2 separate regions of the Oryctolagus cuniculus genome follow, and region 2 is linked to region 1. Evidence: chromatin contacts called from public Hi-C data. All regions are on one chromosome and are shown on one strand. The core of a region is the stretch at or near the end of the contact, and the rest is flanking DNA. Distances in the headings are between cores, read along the strand shown.

Region 1 (7,322 bases), core at 327-2,826:
CATGACAGGGACTAGAATCTGGTGTGCCAGCGCCGCAGGCAGAGGATTAGCCTAGTGAGCCACTGCGCCGGTCCAAATAAATAAAAATTTAAAAACACAACACTTAAAAACTGCTATTTTTATTTTTATTATGGCAAATAAGAATGTGATTAAAAAATCAGTGGCCAAACAAAATTTCATCTTTACCAGATTCATAGAATCTTGGGTTTGAAAGAAATCTGAAAAGGACATCCAAGATAACTAATCATTTGATAGTTGCAACCCCTCTAACAACTTAAGTCAATGTCAGATCCATTCAAAACCTGCTGGTGCCCGAGAAACCCATTACCTTCTGAGTAAGAAGAATACATTCTGTTAGGAAGCAAACCTTCCTTCACAGAAATCGGTTCCCCTATGTCTTGTACTCGGCGACTCTAACTCTAGTCCACCGAACCTTACAAAACAAGTCTAATCTCTCTAACGTAATACAAATGTTCAAATGACTGACAGATATCACAGCTCTCAAAGTCTTGCGCAGCTGAACAACCACAATAATGGCTGTGTGTGTACTCACCCCTAAGACACGGTTTCTGGTTCCTTTTCTATGAATGGGCACCAACCAGTCTCCAAGAACTGATTATAGAACTCTAAGCATGAGCTGATTAGAAACTTAGCCCGCACACCACCGCGAATATTATGCCACGTCTGTAAGCCTCACTGGGCAGAAGCGCACCCCTCTCCATTTGGGAGACAACCGAGATTTGGAGAATTCAACAAGGGAAACAGACGTTTTGCTGAATGGTCACATGCTCTCCGTTGCTCATCGATCTCGGGTGAATCATTTCTCATCTCCTAGGCTGGCTGCACACGGACCAAATGCTAACTAGCAATATGAAGGAACCTAGAGGTAAAATGACGCGTCCCCTCCCGAGCCACCAGAACAGCTGTTGAAAAAGCCCACCCCAAAAGTACACGTGCCCGGGGCAGGGACGAGCAGGGTAGGGTGAAAGACAGAACACAGGATTAAAGTCTTAACGTTTTTCGGCGTGCGCCTGGGCTCAGGGAGAGGGGAATCTCAGACTGCATTTTCAGGTCTGCGAGGGAAAACACCGGCGGGGTGAAAGCAACTGCTCCCGCACAACCAGCGCTAAACACGGCCGACAGGAGTGGAGACCACCTCCCGGCCAAGGGCCGGTGTGAGGGAGGCGAGGAAGGACGTCGGCGCGAGCTCTGGTAATTACCTTCACATTTCTGCTCCACGAAGTCCAAGATGGGGATGGACCAGTCCGGGCCTCGGAGGAACCCCGCGATGCTCTCCACCACCCATTCCACCTCGTCGTCTTTTTCCGCAGACATACCGCCCTTCTGGGCGACGCGGATCCCTAGGCCAGGCCGCTGGAGCCTGCTGGGGCCTCCTGGCTACAGGGAGCAGCGAGGAGCGGAAGAGCTGGCCCCGCGGTCGCCCAGATACCTGGATCTAAGCTACAAACCAGTTAACGTAAAACGGTCGCTATGGCAACGTGCGTAGCCGCCCCAGGCTGCGGCCCGGAAGTGAAGCTGGCTTCCCTGGAGTCTGCGCTTCTCAAAGGAGGCGGGGGGGGGGGGGGAACGGGGGCGGGGAGAGCGTTAGAAGAACGTTTCCGATTGGTTGGAAAACAACAGCAGCGTATCAGAAGATACCTCTCCACCCATTGGTTCGGAGTTGCTAAGGCCGAGAGTAGAAGTATAGGCAGCTTTTGGCTGGAGACCCTGGTAGGAATCTGTGTGTTCCCTCCTGGGAAGTCCCTGGGAGCCAAGCCTTAGAAATGGCGGAGTGAGGGACCACAGAGTCGACAGAAGGCCTCAAAGACTTCATTTCGTCGTTGTATCCCAGCCCCTCAGTCCCAAACACTGAGAATCGCTGACCCAGAAGCCTTTGTAATTGAAGGGTTGTCTGAAAATACAAAGCTGACCAAAGCTCTGTAAGACTTGCTGTTAGGCTCTGCGGCCAATTTGCTTCCTGTAGCTCCAGACAGGTCTTTAAAAGTTCAAGCACAAATGGACATAACTACAATTAGCTTTTCAAGGGTAAAATCGAAGTTAATATTCATCTTACATCAAATAATTCCAACTCAGTTTCCAGGTTGTGATCTATTGTGGAATGAGTCTTCAAAGGTCATCATCAAGGTTCTCGGAGTCCTGGGATATCTTCATACAACATGGTTCCGTGAATGGAGTCCTTATAGGCTTATGTACAAGTATGAAACCTTTTTCACTTAGTATGTTTTCATCTTTTCAAATAAGAAAAAGTGCTTCCCTTATAGATGCGAAGTATTCTATAAACCACTCTTTAGTCTATTTTTATTTCAAAATGTTTGTATGCACATATATCTTACTTGGATGCATAAATATGATCATTAGTGTGCAATTTTTTTCTTGTTTTGCCTGTATGGTTTGGGAGTGCTATTAAGTATTCAACCATTGTTTGCTTCTGCAGACTGCTGAAATAAACATGCATGTGTTCTAGTCCCAGTCAGGGTGCCAGATCCTGTCCCGGTTGCTCCTCTTCCAGTCCAGCTCTCTGCTGGGCTTTTTAAAGTATTTTTTTTTTTTTTTTTTTTTGAAAGGCAGAGTTAGAGAGAGAGAGATCTTCCATCTACTGATTTAATCCCCAAATGGTTCCAATGGCTGGGGCTGAGCCAAGTTGAAGTCAGGAGCCTGAAATTCCATCTGGGTCTCCCATCTGAAGGCAGGGGCCCAAGTACTTGGACCGTCATCTGCTGCTTTCCCAGGCACATTAGCAGGGAGCTGGATTGGAAGTGGAGCAGCCAGGACTCCCCTAATCAGTGCTCATATGGGAAGAAGGCATTGCAAGAAATGTCTTAATCCACTGAGCCACATTGCCAGCCCCACGAACTGCTGGGTTTATTTGTTATTCCACCGGAAAGATTTTAATACAATTGCTAAATGAAAGAATGTATACCTTGATTTATTTGACCATCGTTAACTACTAGATTTGATTATTCCTACATAGCTTTCAAATGATTCTGTCAGCAAAATCCACTAGAAAAGAATTTAGGATAAAGAGACTTCAGAAAACAGTCTAGGGCTAGCACTGCCAAAGTCTTAAATGCCAGCATCCCATATAAGTGCCACTTGGAGTCCCAGCTGCTCCACTTCCAATGCAGCCCCCTGCTAATATATTTGGGAAAGCAGCAGAGGATGGCTAAAGTCCTTGGGCCCCTGCACCCATGTGGGAGACCTGGAAGAAGCTTCTGGCTCCTGGTTTCCATTCCCAGCCATTGTGGCCATTTGGGAAATGAAGCAGCAGATGGACTCTCTCTCTCTCTCTCCCTCCCTCCCTCCCTTTGTCTCTCTCTGTAATTCTGACTTACAAAAAAGTCTGCAACCAAGGGAAGAGAAGGAGCCTTTAGGCTCAGAATGATCAAAAGGTTATATATAAGGTTCCTGCTCAGGTTCCTATCCAGGCCTACTATACAGATGAGGGATGCTAGCTTCAGAGATAGCACTGTAACCTGATGGCTTCATACTCAAAAGTGACCTCAGTTCATGGTCAGGCCTGGATGGCAAAAATGGGACTTTTGGGGGCTGTCCATCTCAGCAGTTGAATCAGGAACGTGCCTAGGCACAGACCACAAACACAGAGCATAACAGAGTAAATGTGTAACGGCAAGCCAGCAAATAGCAGCTGAACTCTGTTTTGAGCTTTAGGCCCATTTCCCACTTAAGGTCCGTCTTGAAAGTTCAACTTTCCCTGTCTTCCAATTCCAAACAGTTTACTGCATGATATTTTTGTTTTGGAGTTTATGTCTTTTTTCTGATTTAACTTTTTAATTAAGAATGCACATCATCTCTGATCCCATACATGAGAACTTGGAGTGAATTCCTCCTGTACTCAGAAATGTTATAACTTTATTGGTAGCTGCCATGTGTGACTTGCCCTAACTCCTGGACTGCAAAATTGTCAGATAACTGGGTCCAGGTTCTGTCCAATGTAAGAATTTGAGGATAAGACATAGGTAAAGATCAAGAGAAACAAGATGATTTGCATGCAAAGCAAAGGTACACACTCAAGAGGGAGAGTGGGCACACTGGAATAAGCTGCACTCAGTGAGGTTTGGGTCCACCCCGGAAGTGATCTGGAGGCATAGAGGGTGGTGTCTGGGGCATGGTTAAATTGAATATTTAAAGGGGGCAGATTTGGGGGCAGACCTTGAGGTTTTACCCATTTACTTGCTCTTTTTGGAAAGCTCAGAAGTGTGATGATATCAGGTCCATAATAGGAGTAGAAGTGTCAGCCATGGTAATTTTATTATAAAGACATTACAAGCAGCTAAAGGTTGTTGCTGGAATGAAGTCTCCAGCTGCAACCATGTTGGTTATTTTGGGCCGCAGCTGGTTCAAACCAGCAGTTTCAAGGACCCCTCAATTTTCTGCTGCTTAGAAATGGGAAGTGGTTGGCTGGTGCCAGTGGGGCTACAGCACAAGCTGGACTGCAGCTAGGGGCTGGTGATGTCAGCTCTGCTTGCTAGCTGCCTCCTTGCCTTCATTAAAAATACATGTAAACTCGGGGCCAGTGCTGTGGCTCACTTGGTTAATCATCTGCCTGCGGTGCTGGCATCCCATATGGGCACCGGTTCTAGTCCCGGTTACTCGTCTTCCAGTCCAGCTCTCTGCTGTGGCCTGGGAGGGCAGTGGAGGATGGCCCAAGTGCTTGGGCCCCTGCACCCCCACAGAAGACCGGGAAGAAGCACCTGCAAACATATGCTATAACACCCTGCATTCTGTCAGCTCCTTTTCCACACACTAAGTACCCAGGCTGCAGAGAGGCCAGGCCTGGAAGCTTGCAAGCCTGGCATCTCCACACTGGTGCCGCTCATTAGCATGGAGGAAGTTCACCAACGCTCACTGGGTGTCTGCTGTGGATGTCAAGCCAGATTCTACCAAAAATCACTGATGCAAAGGTACAGCTGAAACTTTAATTAGACTATCTTCTACAGAGGCCTACTTCCACCCTAATTGAGCTAGTGGACTTTAATAATTTTGAACCTTGGTGCCAGCGCTGTGCCTCAGGTTAAGCCTCTGCCTGTGGTACTGGTGTCCCATGTGGATACCAGTTCAAGTCCTGGCTGTTCTACTTCTGATCCAACTCCCTGCTATTGCTTTTGGGAAGGCAGCAGAAGATGGCCCAAGTGCTTGGGCAGGTGCACCCACTTGGGAGACCCAGATGAATTTCCTGGCTCCTCACTTCAGCCTGGCCCAGCTCCTGCTGTTGTGGCCACTTGGGGAGTAAACCCAAGTTTGGAAGGTTTCTCTCTCTCTCTCTCTCTCTCTCTCTCTCTCTCTCCCCTCCAAATAAATAAGCACATCTTTAAAAAAATAATTTTGGAACTCACTCACTATGTGGTGAATATCCCTCATGTGTTGAGTGTGTTTTCTGTGAAATTTGTTCACATTACTTACCCCCTCTTTAAGTACTGTGAATCTAAGGGAAATTGTATGGCAATCATACTTTGATCATGTCCTTTTTTGCCAGACATAACGTTACTTCATTGTATTAAGCCCATAGACAACTATGTAATGAATGCACTTGTACATATGTTCCTGAAACACGTTCTCATTGTTTCCTCTGAATAAATTCTTCATGGGAAAATTACTGAACAGATTTTTAAAAATATCTTTGACAGGGGATGGCATTTGTGGTACAGTGAGTAAAGCCACTGCCTCCAGTGTTGGCTGACTGTTCTATTTCTGATCCAACTCCCTGCTAGTGACCTGGGGAAAGCAGCAGAAGATGGCCCAAGTGCTTGGGCCCCTGTTACCCATGTCAGAAACCCAGATGAAGCTCCTGGCTCCTGGCTTCAGCCTGGCCCAACCCTGGCCACTGTGGCCATTTAGGGAGTGAACCAGCGAATGGAAGAGCTGTGTGTGTGTGTGTGTGTGTGTGTCTGTGTCTCTGTGTAACTCTGACTTTCAAATACATCTTTAAAAAAAAGCAAAAGGAAGTATCTTGGACATCTGCTAAGTTAAAAATGATACATTATGGTAATGGCATTGTGATATAGTGGGTCAAACTGTTGCCTGCAATGCCAGCATCCCATATAAGCACTGGTTGGAGTCCTAGCTACTCCACTTCTGATCCAGCTCACTGCTAATGCACCTGGGAAAGCAGCAGGTGATATTTCAAGTATTTTAACCACTGACATCCAAGTGAGAGACCAGAAGGAGGAGGCTGTAAAAATACTATCTAACTGCATTCCACAGTACTGGGCACTAGAGTCTTTCCAGAGCTTTTCAATTTCCCTGGAGGCTTTCCCTTCTTTTGTTTTCTTTTAAAGTTCTTTTTAAAGGATTTATTTATTTATTTGAATGAGTTACAGAGACAGAGGGGAGACAGAAGGACAGAGAGAGAGAGAGAGAGAGAGGGATCTTTCATCCACTGGTTCATTCCCCAGATGGCCACAATGGCCAGACCTGGGCCAGGCAGAAGCCAGAAGCCAGGAGCTTCATCCGGGTCTCCCATGTGGGTACAGGGACCCAAGAACTTGAGCCATCCTCCGCTGCTTTCCCAGGCCATTAGCAGGGAGCTGGATCAGAAGTGAAGCAGCTGGAACATGAACTAGCACCTATATGGGATGCCGGCATCTAAGGCGGTGGCTTTACTGGCTCCATCCCACCTTTTTTTTTTTTTTTTTTTTTTTCAGGCAAAGTTAGAAAGAGAGAAAGGTCTTCCTTCTGTTGGTTCACCCCCGAAATGGCCACTACCAGGTGCTTCCTCCCGGTCTCCCATGCGGGTGCAGGGCCCAAGCACTTGGGCCATCCTCCACTGCACTCCCGGGTCACAGCAGAGAGCTGGACTGGAAGAGGAGCAGCTGGGTAGACTGGGTAGCTTTGAAAACACAAATTTATTTTCTTAAGGTTCTAGAGTCTGTTGGCTTAAAGTTATTAGCAATAGCCTTAAAAATACCAATATAAGAGAAGTGTCATTTTAAAATAGACTATACAGAAGATTACTAATGAGCCACCTAATTGCTACACTGCTTTCAATCCTGTAAATTTCCTTTATTCCTGCTAGAGAAAGACTTTTTGAAGTTCTAAATAATAGGTTATTTGAAAATATTCTCACTTGATTATTTGGCTTACATAACAGCAAAGAGCTGGGGTGGTTTCCGTGGGTTTGCAAATAATTACCTGCCATAGCTTCAGATTTTCCCAATGGATTCTCAGATTTTTTTTGCATTTGCAAATATAATAACAGAGTTACCAGTCCCTTTTCAATTTCTCTTTTTTGTACTTCTTGTAATCTATAAAATATTCAGGAGCTCAACTTAAAACAAAGGAAA
Region 2 (6,918 bases), core at 707-3,206, 230 kb after region 1:
AGATCATTTAAATTAATTTGTCTGTCATGAAGAACTGTCACCAGCCAGTGGTTTTTTTTCTTTTTATCTTTAAGAAATAAGTTCTTACTGTGTGCTCCTTTCAAATGCTGGACATGAGGCATCATTTCTTCAACTGTAAACACCTATAAAATATCACATAAGCAAAAGTTAAAAAAAATAAACTAACATGATACACATAAGTGTTTTTCTTGCTGGGTGAAAACAGTATTCATTGCCCTGAATTTCACCAGTAGAAACCCATTTCTATACCATTATAAAATAACTTTAAGCCCTTGTTACTTCAGTTACTCATTGGATAACCTCAGTCAGTTTCTCCTAGGCCAATTTTCTACTCTGTTGTTGCCATGCCCTTAAATTCCTAAGAAGCTTTTTGTTTTTAACTTTAGACTTAGAGTTATGAAAATATAAGAAGCCCGCCACTCCTGTTCCGTAGCATTTCAATACATCCAGACTAGGTAACAACATCTCCAAATATGTAACCAAGACTCTGCAGTGATAGATACAGAATATCAAAAAAGTTGGCAACATGCACAGGTAGAGGGAAGAGTGAGTGGCCATGTGGGATGGAGGAAGATCAAAGAAAACCATTTTGATGTGCAGCATTCTGTAAAGGTGAGGAATACTAACTTTAAAAAATATATATTTATTTGAAAGGCAGAGTTAGGAAAAGAGATCTTCCATCTGCAGGTTACCCAAATAGCCACAAGGGCCTGGGCTACACCAGGCCAGTCAGGAGCCTTGAACCCCGACTCCACATGGACCGCAGGGACCCAGGAACTTGAGTTATCTACTGCCTTACCTGCACATTAGTGGAGAGCTGCAATGGAGTAGCTGTGACTAAGTGCAGCCCCTAAGGGATGCCCACCGCACCACAATATGAGCCCAGGAATAGTAAGTTTTAAAGCACTTCTCTACTTTTTGGTTTTGTTTGCTTGTTTTTAATCTATTTGAAAGACAAAGAGAACTCTTCACATGCACTGGTTCATTCTCTGAAAACCCAAACAGCCGGGGCTGGGCCAGGCAAAAGCCAGGGACTCTATTCGGGTCTTACACGTGACAGAGACCCAGGTAGTTGAGCCATAGCCTGCCGCCTCCTGGCTCGTGCTTTAGGGAGCTGGAATGGAGATAAGGGATGCAGCTGTCCTTTGTAACTGATGAACCTACTCAGGATCATATGTTGGCCTCCTGAAACTGTCACTCAAGCCTAGAGTAAACTTCTTGCACCACTCAAGTTAACACTGGTTGTTTTAAATGTTTCCAAACAAGTCTTCACATCAATGCAATAAGCCATGTGAAAACATAAAAATTTATGTATAAATTTTATGAAAAGTTTACATTTCTGTAACCACTGGGGTAATGTCATTTTTGCCTAGCTGCAAAGGTAGGGGTAAGCTTTGTGATCAAACTAACCAAGGCAGCAAAATACCCCATCTTGGGGCTCCGCTGTTCCTGAATGTTGGTAGCCGCTGACTGGCAGTATACTGGTCGGTGACTTAATTTATGTACAGAGTCACATCCAACACCAATTGCACACGTTCTCAATGCTGCACTAGCTCTCAATATGGAACGAGACCAAATCATTCCAAGAGGAAAACAAGTCACCATCTCCCAATACCAAGTGGAGAGGCCTCCGCTGTTCCTATGGGTCCCTTTCGCGCTCTGGAACCCGGGAAATGTTCTGCCAGATACCATACAATTGCCTCTCGGACACCCGGTCTTAGCGTCCCCGCCCCAGGCACCGAGTGGTGCAGCCCACCGCGCCCTACCGGGACTGCGCCGGCAAACACTCCTAAGGCGGGAGCCTCACCTCGGGGTGCTCCACGATCTCGGTGCGGATGTCCAGGGCACGGAGTCGCTGCTCAAGAGCCGCCCGCAAGTCAGTGCCCGCCATACTCGTGTCGCCGTGGCGCGCAGCGAGGGAAGCGGGCGCGGCCTGCCGTGGCCACGCAGACGGAGCCCAGAGGCGGAAGTGCCTGGCGGGAGCTTGGCCGGCGGCGGAAACCGCGCCCGCGCCGTCCTCCCGCACTTTGCTCAGCGCGTCCCTGAAGCTCTTCCGCCGAGGGAGCAGGTAAGCCGTGCTTCCTACTGGAAGGAGGCACCTGCTTCCTCACAGCCCTGACCCCGCCTCAGGTTTCCTAGATCAGCAAATAAAACAGCCACGCGTGGAGGGAGCCAAAATGCCTGTCGTTCTAAGGCTTTTCAAGTGTCACTGCTAAATTATAATTCTACCTTTTCTGACTGTTTTTGTTAATTAGCTGTGCCAACCATGACTCACCTTGTCCCAGGGTTTTATGACTACCTCTTGGTAGCGTGTATCCAGCTATTCTGGGAAACCCTAGCTCACCATAGGAGTGGGACCGGAAATTCCACGTTAGGGTTTCACTGAAGAAGTTCAGGAAGGCTCAAATCCCAGGTAACACGTAGATAAACCTGAGGACATACATCTAACTGCGTGAGTGAGTGGGATGCATTTCTGGGATGCAAACTGAAAGCCTGGAGAAGAAAGCCAATACTCAGCGGAGGATCCGAATCCTGACCTGCCGGCCACCTTGGAGAAGGCTGAAAGGACGAATTCAGAGTTGACTGCACAGTTTCACCCAGAATTGTTCCCTGAAGGGCAGGATTTAGGGCTAGCATTGTGGCACAGCGGATTAAGCCACCGCCTGCTGCACAGGCGTCACAAATCACCAGTTAGGAGTCCTGGCTACTCCACTTCTGATCCAGCTCCCTGCTAAGGCACCTAGGAAAGCAGCAGCAGATGACCCAAAGGGCTTGGGGCCTCTGCCACCATGTGGGAGGCGTGATGGAGGGGGTGTTGTGGCCACTCAAGGAATGAACCAGCAGATGGAAGATCTATGTCTATTTCTACCTTTCAAATAAACTTTAAAAAATAAAAATAGGGACCAGCATTGTGATGCAGCTTAAGCCACTTCCTGGGACAATGGCATCCCATGTGGGCATGGGCTTAGTATGCATTTGTCTGATAATCAGGGGCCTAGACATTTTTCCATGTTTACTGTTTCCTCATTTGTGACTTAACCTTTGTTCATGTCTTGGCTCAATTATCCACTGAAAATTAATGGCTTTCACAATGCTAGCTATGAGCAGTTCATATCAAGTCATGTCCCTTTTATTTGTCATATATCCTCCAAATAGCTTTTTTTTTTTTTGGAAAGATTTGTTTTTATTTGAAACTCAGAGTTACACAGAGGAGAGGCAGAGAGAGAAGTCTTCCATTCGATGGTTCACTCCCCAATTGGCTGCAACGGCCGGAGCTGTGCCCTTCTGAAGCCAGGAGCCAGGAGCTTCTTCCGGATCACCCACACAGGTGCAGGGGCCCAAGGGCTTGGGCCGTCTTCTACTGCTTTCCCAGGCCATAGAAGAGAGCTAGATGGCGCCAGCCCAAACTGTTACCATTTTACTCCTGACTTTTGCTAATGATCTTAATTTTAGTCTGCTTGTGACTGAACGACCAAGTATCCTGTACCAAGAGGCTTTTTAAAAAATATATTTATTTATATATTTGAAAGGCAGAACTACAGAGAGAGAGGGAGAGACAGAGATCTTCCATCCACTGGTACACTCCCAGGTGGTGCAACCACCAGGGCTGAGCCAGGCCAAAGCCAGGAGCCAGGAGCTTCATCCGAGTCTCTCATGTGGGTGCAGGAATCAAACACTTGGTCATCTTCTGCTGCTTTCCTAGGTGCATTAGCCACAACAGCCAGGGCTGGGCCAGGCTGAAGCCAGAATCCAGGAACTCCATCCTGGCCTCCCACATGGGTGCAGGGACCCAAGTACTTGAGCTGTCTTCTGCCTTCCCAGGTGCATTAACAGGGAGTTGGATCAGAAGTGGAGCAGCTGGGACTGGAACCGGTGCTTGTTCATATGGGATGCCAACTTTGCAGGTGACAGTTTAACCCATTGGGCCAAAATGCAGGCCCTCAACAAATAATTTGAACCATCTCTATTTACCAGGTATGCTGTGTGGATCATCTACATGTGCCATGCTTTCAAAATACAAAGGTACTTCAAAATGTTTGTGAAAATGGAATTCAAATTTTTTTGGTGTCAAAAATGTGAAATGTCTTCAAAAAACTTCATGAAAAATGTGTATTATGAGAAGACTATATATGTGGATTTCAAAATTTCTGAAGCAAAATAAACATATCTTTTATTTTTTATAAGTTCTTGAAGTGCCTGCCTATGGCATCTGCCCTTAAAGACCTTAAATGCTAGCAAACAAGAGTGAAGTATTCACACAAGAAATGTGCCCAGTGCAATGCTGGCTAGAGGAGGGCCACTTCAAGGGAGTTGCATCAGGAAAGGTATCAACAAATGCAGTTTGAAGGATAGGAGCTTGCTAAAAACAACAAAAAACAGAAAAAACAGTATCCATCTTAGGAAACTTCAGGAATTGCAGGATGGAGGAGAGAAAGCATTGTGATGTGATGCCAAAGTGGAGCAGGGTAAGAGGCCAGACTGCAGGAGATAAAACTAGGGCTGGATACAAAGGATCTGATATGCTATGCTAAGAATCCAGGAATGCTCAACCATAAAAGGACACGTTAAATAAATTAAGTGAAATAATCTTAAGGAATTATATGTTCTCAGTACTTAAGGACATGAAGACATACTCACAAATTAGTAAATGGGAAAATTTTTACATTAGTAAAGATAATACGTCTCCAATTTTGCATCAGGGCTGGCACGTGGCACAGTGGGTTAAACCATCGCCTACAACACTTGTATCCCATGTGTTTGCTGGTTTGAGTCTTGGCTGCTCCACTTCCCATCCAGCTCCCTGCCAATGCACCTGGGAAAACACCGGAGGATGGCCGAAGTGCTGGGCCTCTGTACCCATGTGGGAGACCCAGAGGAAGCTCCTGGCTCCTGGCTTTGGCCTAGCCCAGACCTGGGGAGTGAACCAGAGGATGGAAGATATCTCTCTCTCCTCTCTCTCTATTTCTCATCCTTCCCTCTCTCTCTCTCCCCACCCCCATAACTTTCAAATAAATAAAAATAAATCTAAACAACAACAACTACAAAAACCCCAACCCCCTAATTAGTGTTAGCATCTTCTTTCCCTAGCTCCACTCCAGGGAAACTGGCTTCTAAAGACCCATAGACCATCAAAGAAGGAGGTACCTTTCTCTGAAGGGAGGAGAGAACTTACAATTTGATTATGGCCTTGTCTAGATAAGGTCGGAGTTTGTGAACTCAAGAGGCTTCCATATCCTTGGCAGCTCACGACAAGAGCCTCGGTCATAAATAAGAGTGTCAATTGTTAAATCAACAACGGGAGTCACTGTGCACTTACTCCCCATGTAAAATCTCTGTCCTTAATGTGTTGTGCTATGTGAATTAATGGTAAAACTAGTATTCAAATAGTACTTCATACTTTGTGTGTCTGTGTGGATGCAAACTGTTGAAATCTTTACTTAGTATATACTAAGTTGATCTGTATATAAAGATAATTAAAAATGAATCTTAATGAAGAATGGGATGGGAAAGGGAGTAGGAGATGGGATGGTTTGTGGGTGGGAGGGTGGTTATGGGGGGGAAAACACTCTAATCCAAAAGTTGTACTTTTGAAATTTATATTTATTAAGTAAAAGTTAAAAAAAAAAAGACCCATGGAAGAGGATTCTTCTCAGAACAGAAGATGATGGAGGTTGGTTCTTAGAGTATGAAAGGGGAAAGCAGCTGGATCTGGAAAGAAATTTGAATTTCTCCAGGGGCAGAAGAGAGGATGAGGAGCAGGGAGGGAGTGGGAGGCAGAGAACGGATCCTGTTGGCACTCTGTCACTCCAGTGGCTGGCAGGATGTAAACCTACTGTTGGCAGGAATCCCTTCTACTGACAGCAAATGCGCAGCAGTGGCCTCTGGAACCCAGCCTTTACTCTGGTTTCTTGGCTCCTCCTAAGTCTCACAGTCCTACACAATTCCCTGGGGAAGAGAGGAAATTTCAGTAATCGCCTTGGTTGCTTTTCCTTCCAGCTCCAGCATGTGAGGATTTGGGCCGTATTAACATCAATAAAATATGACTGTCACCCAAGTGCTGAAGGTATGACAGCGAGCAAAACCAGAGACCCTGCACTTACGGAGCAGTCTATCAGAGGGGATAGGTAGTAATCAAATAATCCCAAGAACAAATGTTACATTCTCAAGTAGTAAGAGCTAAGAAAAACAGGTAGGTGATGCTGTGAGCGCTCATTATAAGGGAATCCCACCTAGTGGCAGGGATGGGAGAGTGTCAGGGCAGGCCTACTGAGGAAGTGAAGCTTAATCGGAGACATGAAAATGTGTACAGGGCCAGTGTTGTGATGCAGCAGCTTAGTCGCTGCCTGTGACGCCAGCATCCCATGTGAGCGCCAGTCTAATGCCTCTAGGAAAGAAGCCAGAGGACCACCCGAGTACCTGGTCCTTGCTTCTCATATGGACGACCCAGATGCAGTCCCAGACTCCTAGCTTCAGTCTGGCCCAGCCCCAACCTCTGCAGTCATCTGGGGAGTGAACCAGCAGATGGAAGATTCTCTCTCACTCAAACTCTGCCTTTCAAATAAATAATAAATAAGGTTATTTTTGAAAGGCAGAGTTAAAGAGAGGCAGAGGCAGAGAGAGAGTGAGGTCTTCCATCTGCTGATTCACTCCTCAGATGACTGCAATGGCCAGAGCTGTGCCAGACAAAGCCAGGAGCCAGGAGCTTCTTCTGGGTCTCCCATGTGGGTGCAGGGGCCCAAGAAGTTGGGCCATCCTCCACTGCTTTCCCAGGCCATAGCAGAGAGCTGGATTGGAAGTGGAGCAGCCGGGACTAGAACGTGCTCTTATATAGGATGCGGGCACTGCAGGCAGCGGCTTTACCTGCCCTGCCACAGCACCAGCCCCATAAATAAATAT

What was found. Hi-C and Micro-C count contacts between places; a contact is called where the count stands out from the background.
Region 2: a Hi-C map of an unstated tissue shows a contact between it and region 1, with 1.7 times the contacts expected there. The contact joins the promoter of MTIF2 here to the promoter of CFAP36 in region 1. A contact is called at or near these places in 2 of 6 Hi-C or Micro-C datasets (ear pinna and an unstated tissue).

Annotation. Positions count from the first base shown.
Region 1 is chr2:147,080,940-147,088,261 of mOryCun1.1, forward strand. It overlaps CFAP36 (cilia and flagella associated protein 36), which reads right to left and starts at 1,577. Exons shown (of 10, transcript XM_002709861.4): 1 at 1,221-1,577. The coding sequence starts at 1,335.
Region 2 is chr2:147,312,968-147,319,885 of mOryCun1.1, forward strand. It overlaps MTIF2 (mitochondrial translational initiation factor 2), which reads left to right and starts at 1,957. Exons shown (of 16, transcript XM_070069096.1): 1 at 1,957-2,089. It overlaps LOC100358851 (prolyl-tRNA synthetase associated domain-containing protein 1), which reads right to left and starts at 1,974. Exons shown (of 2, transcript XM_002709705.5): 1 at 1,829-1,974; 2 at 1-143. The coding sequence starts at 1,912.